Regions from separate parts of the Cricetulus griseus genome. Here region 2 is linked to region 1. A link is a contact called in public Hi-C data. All regions are on one chromosome and are shown on one strand. Each heading gives the region's core, a stretch centred on a gene start, on an enhancer-like site or on the middle of the called end of the contact. The rest is flanking DNA. Distances are from core to core; before and after follow the strand shown. Region 1 overlaps Hebp1 (heme-binding protein 1). Region 2 has its middle 17 kb from the start of Ddx47.

What was found. Hi-C and Micro-C count contacts between places; a contact is called where the count stands out from the background.
Region 2: a contact with region 1 is called in a Hi-C map of fibroblasts, with 3 times the contacts expected there. The contact joins two enhancer-like sites. A contact is called at or near these places in 2 of 8 Hi-C or Micro-C datasets (the CHO-K1 cell line and fibroblasts).

The regions. Positions count from the first base shown.
Region 1 is chr8:13,818,749-13,824,315 of CriGri-PICRH-1.0, forward strand. It overlaps Hebp1 (heme-binding protein 1), which reads left to right. Exons shown (of 4, transcript XM_027429895.2): 4 at 162-700. The coding sequence ends at 336. Among named protein-coding and RNA genes, the nearest start is that of Gprc5d, 18 kb to the right of the region's middle. Within about 2 kb of position 1,298, at least 3 of the 6 cell types and tissues checked have open chromatin away from gene starts, as enhancers often do. A contact at or near this core is called in the CHO-K1 cell line and fibroblasts, where this site is marked.
Region 2 is chr8:13,927,990-13,932,768 of CriGri-PICRH-1.0, forward strand. No RefSeq gene overlaps it. Among named protein-coding and RNA genes, the nearest start is that of Ddx47, 17 kb to the right of the region's middle. Within about 2 kb of position 3,137, at least 2 of the 6 cell types and tissues checked have open chromatin away from gene starts, as enhancers often do. A contact at or near this core is called in the CHO-K1 cell line and fibroblasts, where this site is marked.

The DNA of each region.
Region 1 (5,567 bases), core at 48-2,547:
CAGAGGAGATGAATGGGACCCCACGCCCACTCACCCACCCCACCCCTGTCTCACCTCTGTGGCATGCTTATCCTACCCATGGTCTTGCCTTCTCCCTAAAAGACTTGCCTTCCCTGCAAGATCATGTCCTTTCTTACCAGCTCTTGCTCTTCTATGTTCAGGCAATTCAGTGGTTATGCCAAGGAAGCAGACTACATCGCTCACGCCACCCAGCTACGTACTGCCCTGGAGGGCACAACAGCCACCTACCAGGGTGACCTCTACTACTGTACCGGCTATGACCCTCCCATGAAGCCCTATGGACGTCGCAATGAGGTCTGGCTCGTGAAGACATGAGTCATTCACTGAACTGAGAACGCCCTGGAAGTGTGCCACTGTGTCCCCTGTCTTGGGGTCAGGAGGGAGCAGTGCTTCTCCAGTTCCAACTTTCCTTCAAAACCCCTCACTGCCGGCTTTCTAAAACGAGCCGAGATTGGCAGCGTCATTCTTGTTGAGTTTTAAAATTCTGTGGCAGATCAGGAAATTCCCAGCAGGATTCTCTCTGCCATCTGGGTCACTGGAAACTGATTTTTAAAAATGATCTAGTTTGTATTTTTGTTAGTGAGGGAACATGTGATTTATGCATGAGCTTTTCATCTGTAATTCTTCTAAGAACTTTGTCTAGGGAGAAACCAAAAATACAAATCTTTGACATAAGCAGCAGAGACAATTCTAATTATTTCCTGGGTTCTATAGTCCCTTAAAAAAATATTTATTTGTGTGTGTGCGCGAGTGCGTGCTTGTGTGTGTGTGTGTGTGTGTGTGTGTGTGTGCGCGTGCGCGTGCTGGTGTCCTCAGATCCCGTAAGAAGGCCCAATGGAGCTGGCGTTACCGGAGACTGGGAGCCACCAGACTTGACTGCTGGGAACTGAACTCCAGTCCTCTGGAAGAGCAACAAGCACCACTGAGCCACCTCTCCAGTCACAAGGTCCACAGTCTTAACAGAGCACTGTTGATGGCGTCCACTGTATTTAGGGATCTGCAGAGCATCCTCCGGGGGTCCCAGAGAAAGAGGCAATCTCTGAGTGGATGTTTACCAGGGCTTCCAGGCAGCACATCTGTGAACAATAGCTGAGGATCGGGTTTGCAGCTGTGGTCCTCAGGGGTTTGCAGAAGTTTACAAAAGCAGATGGGAAGAAAATCACACTCCCACACACAACCAGCCCTGGGGGCAGGAAATTTCACCAGGAGGATTTATTCAGTGCGATGAGATGAGCTCAGAAAAGGCTCTAGTCCAGTTTCCTTAACTGAACAAGACAGGAATGAAAGATGAGTAGTTTGGCCTGTGGAGAGGGAGGGAGAGGGAGGAGGCTATGGGCGGGAAGTGGGGAAAGCAGCTGAGCTGGAGCAGGCTGTGGGTTAGGCAAGGCGGGAGCTTCGGGATGGAGAGGTGCAGCTCTAACTTAGACAACTGTAAAGATCACCCAGGAGAGAGTCAGGGGGCCCCTGTCAGGGTTTGGGGTTACTATGGGAACAGCAGGGGCTTTGTGCAGGGCTTAGCAGGGAAAGAAATAGATAGGTGGGCACAAGTGGGAAGTAAGGAGAGACAACAGATGATGACATGCTTGCTGGAGGCCTTCCGGGTCGCTTCTGGACTGCAGCCTTGACGGCCTCGTGCACTGTGCATGTACTCTGATGCTCACTTCACACACCCACTCTGTATTAAGGGTGGTGTCGTGACTCTCACACAGATGAGGAGGTAAGGCCCACGGGCAGAACAGAACCTGTCACACAGACGAAGAGAAGGGTGGTACAGGGCCCTTAGGTCATGTCAGTTTTAAGGTGGAAGCTTCACCCCAGCCCCTGGCATCCATACACCCAAAGAGTCTGGAATGTTATGGTGGAAGTTCACACAAGTCCCCCCATCTCCCTCCAAACCCTGCTGCATCTCAGAAAGCCCGCCAAATGATGGGCCCCTCCCCCAGAGATGCTCAAGACCACTCCCACAGGGGATTTAAACTGTGCCCCAGAGAACAGACTCACGGTGTTTCTGGTCTCCCTTTCCTGTCTCCTCCTGGGTGGCTGGAAGGCCATCCGGGAGCTTTGTATCCATTAAACGTGGGCTTTTTCTAACTAGGTTTGATTTGGTCTGATTTGGATTGCTGCATCAGTGGAGAGGTTTATCGGGGTGTGGAAACTTTTCAGTCAGGAAGGTGGGAATTTTATATATGTATGGTGTGTGTGTGTGTGTGTGTGTGTGTGTGTGTGTGTACACAGAGGCCTAAAGATGGTGCAGGAATCCTCATGACTGAGCAGCAAGTACTTTTAACCACTAAGCCACCTCTCCTGCCCCTGTTTGGATTTTGTCCTAAGCAAAATTAAAAGTTCTCATGTGGCATTAATGGGGAATGTGACCCCATCATATTTTAGAAGAAAATTTCCGTCCACAGTGCAGAAAATATAAGCAGGAGTGCGTGGCTGAGTCAGGAAGGCCAGCTTCATTGCTAAGGGAATAAACACAAGCCCCTCTCACTGTACTAAGACAACCGAAAGTGTCTGTGACCTGCACAGCCCTGTGTGGCTTGATCTCTACTTCCCCAGTCTCTAGTCTCTTCCTCACTACAGTCCAGCCTGAGTGACAGCAAGTCCTTTGTCACCTTTTCTGGTGGCTGGGTCTCACCGTCCCATTGATGGTACCTTGACCCCCTACCTTTTCAAAAAGGCCCGGAATGCCCCTGTCTCTAAATTACCCTATTCCACCCCCCACAACCGAGATATAATTTAGGAACAGTAAGTGTTAGAAGAAACTGGTGAAGTTTTCTTTTCTCCCACAGCAGGAAATACACACGTAGATTGGATTGAATGGCAGGGACTTGCTTTTTGTCTCAGGGTTGCAAGATGGCAGAAAAGGCCCAAGGAGAGGAAGCTGCACTTGCTGCACCGGAAGTCTCATTGTGTGAGAAAACAAGAACATTTTCCAGAGTTCCCACAGCAGAGTTCCACTAGCTGGCAAGGCCAACTTAAGCTGCAAGGTGTGTGAGCAACTTGGGGAGTGTGTGCAACTTGGGGAGTGTGAGCAACTTGGGGAGGTGAGCAACTTGGGGAGCGTGTGTCCTTGTAGCTGGGAAAGTCAGAGGCATATGAGACAAGTATTCAGAATGGCTTTGGGAGGACAATCAGCAATGACTTCAGGCTGAGGGAGGAAGGGAGGGAAGGAGGGAGGGGGAGAAGGAGGGAGGCAGGGAGGCAGGGAGGGAGGCAGGGAGGGAGCATTGTGCCTGGGGCAAGTAAGAGAAGGTTGGAGAGCTGTGAGGTGGATGAGGTCAGATCTCAGATCTCAGGTTTCTCCACCTCCACCCCTAGTCCCTCTTCACCTAGCTCTTCTCCCTCCCTTAGGAAAGCCGGAACTGGGGAGCACAGTCACAGTGGAGGGGAGGAGGAGGATTTTAGTCACCTACCTCACACTGAAAACCCAGGGTGTCTATATGACAGTGATGGAGCAAACAAGACACGAGAGATAAGAGCTAAGGAAGTGAAACACGTTTACCCCAATCTGTATTTAATACTGAAAATGGCATCGCGGTGCCCTCCTGCAGTCCCTGCCCTTCAGAGGCAAGAGGAATGGGAGTTCAAAGCCAGACTCGAGGAGATAAAGAGTTTGAGTGTAGTCTGTGCTACATGAGATTCTATTCCAAACAGGGGAAGCAAACAAATTAACAAAAACCCAAAACAGGCCAGGCAGGATTGCCACAAGTTCAAGGCCTGCCTGGACTGCATGCACGGTGAGTTCCAAACTGAGCTAAAAGTGAGATACTGTCTCTCAAAGAAAAAAAAAAAAAAAAAAAAAGAGGGAGGGAGGACAGAAGGAGAAAGAAGAGGGGGAAGGGAGGGAGGGGAAGGGTGGGGAGGGGAGGGGAGGGGAGGAGGAAAAAGTAGCTACCGGGCCCCAAATTTTTCCCATTGCCAATCTACAAATGAGGAAACTAAACAGTCCTGCCCCTGCCTACTCTCATCAGTATCATTGCCAAAACAGAAGCTGATTTTAAAAACTTTTGGTCTCTTCTCACTTCTCTCCCTGGAGTGCTGGAGTAGAGCACGTGGCTAACATTTTAAATGAGTGAGGCCTACCCTGGAAACAGTGACCGGAAGAAGGTAGGTGTCAATGACTAACTCCTCTCTAGGCTCAATGCTCAGAGTCACAGCTCAGGGCTACAGCTCTCCTGAACTGCGTGCACAGACAGGCTCTGCCTTCTCCCAGAAGCCACCACCTTCCTGTGGCCTTAATATTCCTTGCATTTTTGTGCAAGCTCTGTCCAATAAAATTTGTTCTGTGTGTACTGTGGGACAATGCCACACTCTTAAGCTTACATAAGAATGTCCTGGGGTCATGGGGTGATTCTATGCACAAACACAGGGAAGCCCTAGGTGAGCCCAGAGAGTTAGTCATTCGGGGAAGATCTCCTTAGTTTACACTTGGCTTCTCCACTCCTGAGCAATGTTCTTTGATCTTAAGCACAATAATTACAGTTTCACAGCAGGCCACATCGATGGGTTTATATTGGGGAATGCCACCGCACACACCACATCCATAGGTTTGTGTCAGTGAATGCTGTAGACTTGGCCTTTGAATTTATACCCTGAACTAGCCTTTCCCCAATTTTTGTTTCTATTGCGACATCACTCTATAAGAATCTGGAGAGAGACCTAAATAATAGCCACAAATGCAGGATCAGGGACTAAGCTCCTAAGGTAGAAATGACACAGTGGCCTGTGAGTGGGGCAAGAATTGGTGTTGTCTGTGAAGAGACATCACATAATCCAACTGTTAGACTGTTTTGTCTCTACAGTGAATAAGCTACACCTTCACCAAAAACAAACAAACAAAACACATCCTGGAGCTGGAGAAAAAGCTCAGCGTTTTCTTAAAAGCATTTGCTGCTCTTGCAGAGGACGGGGATTCAGATCCCAGCATCCACACTGGGCAGCTCACAACCGTCTGTAACTCCTCCAGCATGGGATCCAACTTCCTCTTCGGGCCTCTGTGGGCACACACACACACACACACACGCACACACGCACACACACACGCACACACACACACACACACACACACACACGCACACACACACACACACACGCACACACACACACACACACACACACACACACGCACGCACGCGACGCACGCACGCACACACGCACGCACGCACGCACGCACGCACACGCACACGCACACACACACACGCACGCACACGCACACACACGCACACACACACACACGCACACACACCACACACACGCACCACACACGCACACACGCACGCACGCACGCACGCACACACACACACATACACACACCACACTCACACACACTCACACACACACACACACACACTCACACACACACACACACACACACACACACACACACACACACACCACACACACACACACACACACACACACACACACACTCACACACACACTCACACACTCACACACACACACACTCACACACACACACACACACACACACACACACACACACACACTCACACACACACACACACACACACACACACACACAC
Region 2 (4,779 bases), core at 1,887-4,386, 110 kb after region 1:
AAGATAGAGAAAATTAAAGTGAGATTGCCAAAATGGTTCACTGGGTAAAGGAGCTTGCAGCCAAGCCTGACAACCTGAGTTCAAGGCCCAGATCCACATCGTGGAAGGAGAGAACCAACTCCTACAAACTGTCCTCTGACTTCCAAGTGTACACGTGCACACACATAAAAAAGTAAAAAACAAAAGGTTCTTTTCTCTCTGACATATCCTGGCAATCTTTTCACTCAGGACTTCAGGCTGTAAGGGGTTAGTCCTGAGGAGGACTTCAGGCTGTAAGGGGTTAGTCCTGAGGAGGTGTTGTAGCTCCCTCAGACAGGATGCTTAACGAGCAGGGATAATTTGTTTTATTGCCTCTCTTTAAACAGCTGGAGCTTGTGGGCACATGGTAAAACACACACAAATGTGTAAATATATATATACACGTGTGTGTGTGTGTGTGTGTGTGTGTGTTGTATATATTTTCCTTTAGGAAAACTGAGCAGACTCTGTTGATCAACACCATCTTTGTCTAAAATTCAGGTTTCATGTAATATTTCTTGAGAATATGGTGGTAGACACCAAATTTCAAACCAATTTCTTTTTCACCTCTTCAAAAGAATTATTTACTTATTTATTACTTATTTCCGTGTGCTCATGCCCACTTATTATCAAGGCACGCAGGTGGAGGTCGGAGGACAACTAGTGAAGGAACCGGCTTCCCTTTTGGCAGCCATAATGGTCGAACATGTGCTTCTATGACCTTGACCTAGACACTAGAAAGTCAGATGCCTGTCTCGTGACAAGGAACCAATCAGAAGTTAGCTGGTGACGCTATGCTTTATGGCTCTGGGTGTGCTTTACGGACAAGCGCACAGCAATGACGTAGAGAGCATAGCAACCGCCCTGGGAGGGCCTATGAGCCATAACAACCAGTTGACCAATCAACACAGGGCAAGTCCTCCAAGCCTGGAGGCACACCAATCGTGAGCCTGTGCGTACCCCTAGACACTCCCCTTACGCTGCCCTATAAGATCTTTTGGGAGACCCAAGGAGCCGTCTTTTTCTAGCCGTCTGCCATGGCGGGTGGGTGAAAGACCCGAGCTAACATGGGGTTAGCTCGTAAAACTACAATAAAGCCTCATGCAGTTTGCATCAAGCTTTCGCCTCCATTCTGTGTTTGGGGTGGCCGCCGTCCTGGGCTAAGATTCTGGAAGCCTCAGCTTTCTGAGGGTCTAACACTAGCACACTCAGTTCCCTCCTTCCGCCATGTGGGTCCCTGTAATGAAACTCAGTTTGCCAGGCATGGCGGCAAGTGCCTCCCCCCTCCCAGCCATATCACCAGCCAATCCTCTTTCTTTTTGGACCTTCCATGCAAGCTAGCCTGGGCTACACACTCGGCAATCCTCCTGCCTCAATCTTCTGAGTACTGGGATTACAAGGCTGCGTTACCCCCAGCCCTCTGAAATCCACCATGGCCAACAAAGTGCAAACAGCAAGCAGTCTTGGCTCGGCACCATCACAGGCAAATCTCAGCTCCCTACCAAATTCTTGAACCTCCTTGGACAAATTTAAAGAGGTAGACACAGAATAAAAGAGGACCAGGATGCAGCTATCAAATATCACAAACAAGCTTTTCAGAAGTTACCTCAGAAACTGAATCAACCCCACCCCCACCCCCAGTAAGGGAGACAATGGAGGACACAGCAGGCTCACTTGTTTAAAACAACTCTGACAGCTGAACAAAGGAAAATGTGGCAACCCAGAAAACTTGTCATGGTCTCTGCTCTCTTGACTCACCTGAAAATCACAAGGGGGCTGTTGCCTGGAAGGTAGCACTGGGTTTAATAGCTGGGGCTAGGGAGTTTCTGAGATGTCAGATAATGAACTGGAGTCACCAAAGAATGGTGGGAAAGAGCCAGCATTCAAGTGTGGCAGGCAGAATTCTCTCTCCCCCCACTTCCTCTCCTTCTCCCCCTCTCCTCTTTTCCTTCCCTCTCTCCCCCTCCATTTCCCCTCTGTGTGTGTGTGTGTGCACGCATATACATGGAGAAGGGCTCACGTGTGTGTGTGTGTGTGTGTGTGTGTGTGTGTGTGTGTGTGTGTGTGTGTGCGCGCGCGCACATGTTTGTGGAAGTCAGAGGTAAGCACCTGGTGTCTTCCTTGATTGCTCTCCACTTATTCTCTCCTCCCATCATATAGGTCCCAGGGACCAAGCTCAGATGGCCAGGCTTGCCAGAAAGTGCCTTAACCCCTTGAGCCACCCCACGGGCTCACAACACAACCGTATTTGTTGAGATGGAGCCTCTCATTGAACTGAGTTCACCAATTCACTGGATGGCTGGCCAGGGAGTCCTGCAGATTTGCAGCATCCCTTCCCGAGTGCTGCGGTCACAGGGGCACGCTGCCCTACCAGCTTTTTAAGTGCTGGAGATGTGAACTCAGGTCCTCATGCCTGCATCGCAGCAAGCATTCAGCAATTGAGCCAACCCCCTGACCCCTCATTTTCTATTTAATGCCAGGAATAGAACCCAGAGCTACACGCATGCAAACACATCTTTTGCCACTGAGCTATGCCCTTGGCCCCACCACCCAAAAGCGTTGACCACCACACCTGACCTCTGCTATGGTTCTTTCTGATGGAGGACAATTTCATGTCACTTTGCGCCAAAGACAAAAAGAGTAAGATACTCGCCAGCTACCTAGCGCCACCCTTATTTCACAGGGAGTAAAAACTATGGACTGGCCTACTAGATGAAGATGCAGCCAGGTAGAGGGATACAGTGCAAGGGGATCCAGACACTGAGCAACTTACTCGCAGAAGCAATGTGCATTGGGAAGGAGATGCCAGTCTGTAGCCTGGGAAATAAGGGGTTGGTGATTTATCAAACTCCAGAAGGAAGCGCAGACTTTAAATAGAAGGAGAGCTGGCACAGACCCGCCAGCTAGTAGAGCAGAGCCCTGTCTTGTGCACATAGAAATCAAGCTCTCTACCAGCAAGTAACTCTCAGAGCCCTGGCAGCCCTGTGGAAGGGTGGCACCCTTCAGACGCTGCAGGTAGTTCCCATACCACCCTGATTACTACCCCTTAGTCACTGCTGGCCACACAAAGTACACTGCGTGCCCTTCTGTCCTGCACGGCACCTCGGTTACGGCTCACTATTAATCATACGCTCCAACTTTTCCCCCACTGAGGAAGTGACAGAGCGCTTTCCTACCCCTGCCATCTACTGGTGAAAATGGAAATGTCCTTTTTTTTATTCTCTTTTTCTTGTGGCCAATTGGAAACTAAATTGGCAACTGAAAGCTTATTGGCGTAATACTCATTTGTTATGTGGAGCACATCTAAGAAAGGCGATACTGCCGGTGGTGGCTGGTTCCTTTTGTTCTGTAAATGTTCACTGAGTGTGTGATGTGGGATAGTATATATAAACGATACATATTCATATCATGCACTTAGTATAAAGACTGAGACTTGGAATCAAATTTGTTTTGCTGTGTGTGTGTGTGTGTGTGTGTGTGTGTGCGTGTGCGTGTGTGTGCGTGTGCGTGTGTGTGTGTGTATGTTTAGGTTGGATATTGTAATCTAATTTTTGTATATATTTATTTATTGGAGGTGGGGTGGCATTCAATGCGTGTGGGGGTCACAGGATAATCTGTGAAAGTCAGTTCTCTCCATCATTTGAGTTCTGTGATCAAACTGGTCCTCTTTACCTGCTGTACCACTTCACTGGCTTATTTTTTTATTTTTATTTTTATTTTTAAGATGGGAGCCTCACGTAGCCCAGGCCGGCCTCAAACTCCTATGCAGCTGACCTTGGCCTTGAACTGGGCTTCCTGTTTCCTCCTCCTAAGAGCTGGAAGTCTAGTTATCAAGTGAACAGAAGGCTACAAGCAGACAAAACTCTGTGGTGGTTTGAATAGGAATGGTCCCCACAGGCTCATATATTTGAATATTTGTTTTCCAATTGTTGGACTGTATAGGAAGGATTAGGAGGTGTGGCCTTGTTGGAAGAGAAGTGTCACTGGGGGTGGGCTTTGAGGTTTCAAAAGCCTGAGCAAAGGAGTCCAAGTCTCCCTCACTCTGCCTCCTGCTGTGGATCAGCTAGAAGCTCTCAGCTACTGCTCCAGCGCCCATGCCTGCCTGCTGCTATGCTGATCATGGACTAACGCCCTGAAACTGTAAGCAAGCCCCCAGTAAATGCTTCCTTTCCTAAGTAGCCTTGGTCATGGTGTCTCTTCACACAACAGTATGAACTAAGACAACTCCAACAGTATCAACAGACATTGGGGCCCTGGAGACTGTGGCCTTTGGCTGAGCCCATTCTCTGCCTGCCTTCAATCTTGGCACAGATCAGCTCTTGACTCTGAGGTGTGACTGTTTGGCGATACTTCCCAGACCTCCAGTTTCTGCATTTATTTTTAGCTGTAGTTTTAGTGCATTCTTGAGACAGGTGAGGCACGAAGAGGAATGTAGGTGTGGGCCACCCTTGAGTCTCCAGTGCCAGGACTGTCTCTTGTCATTCCAGGCCAAGTGACTCACAACCCTTTTTATTATCTGCCTCAAGGCCAGGTTTCACCCCAAGAGCTCTGGATTAGAACGGCTGTAGTCCATTCTCTTAATTTCTTCTTGAGGACACACCTTCTTCATGCTTTGTTACCTGCTCTGATAAGGTGGGTTCCTTTGTTTTCTGTCACCAACATGACATCCTCCGGTTCTTTCTGGTGCATTTCCCAGAGCTTTGGGGTACTTGCTAGATGGAGTCTGATAGGCAGTAGAGAGCTCCCAGGCAGGAAGCTACC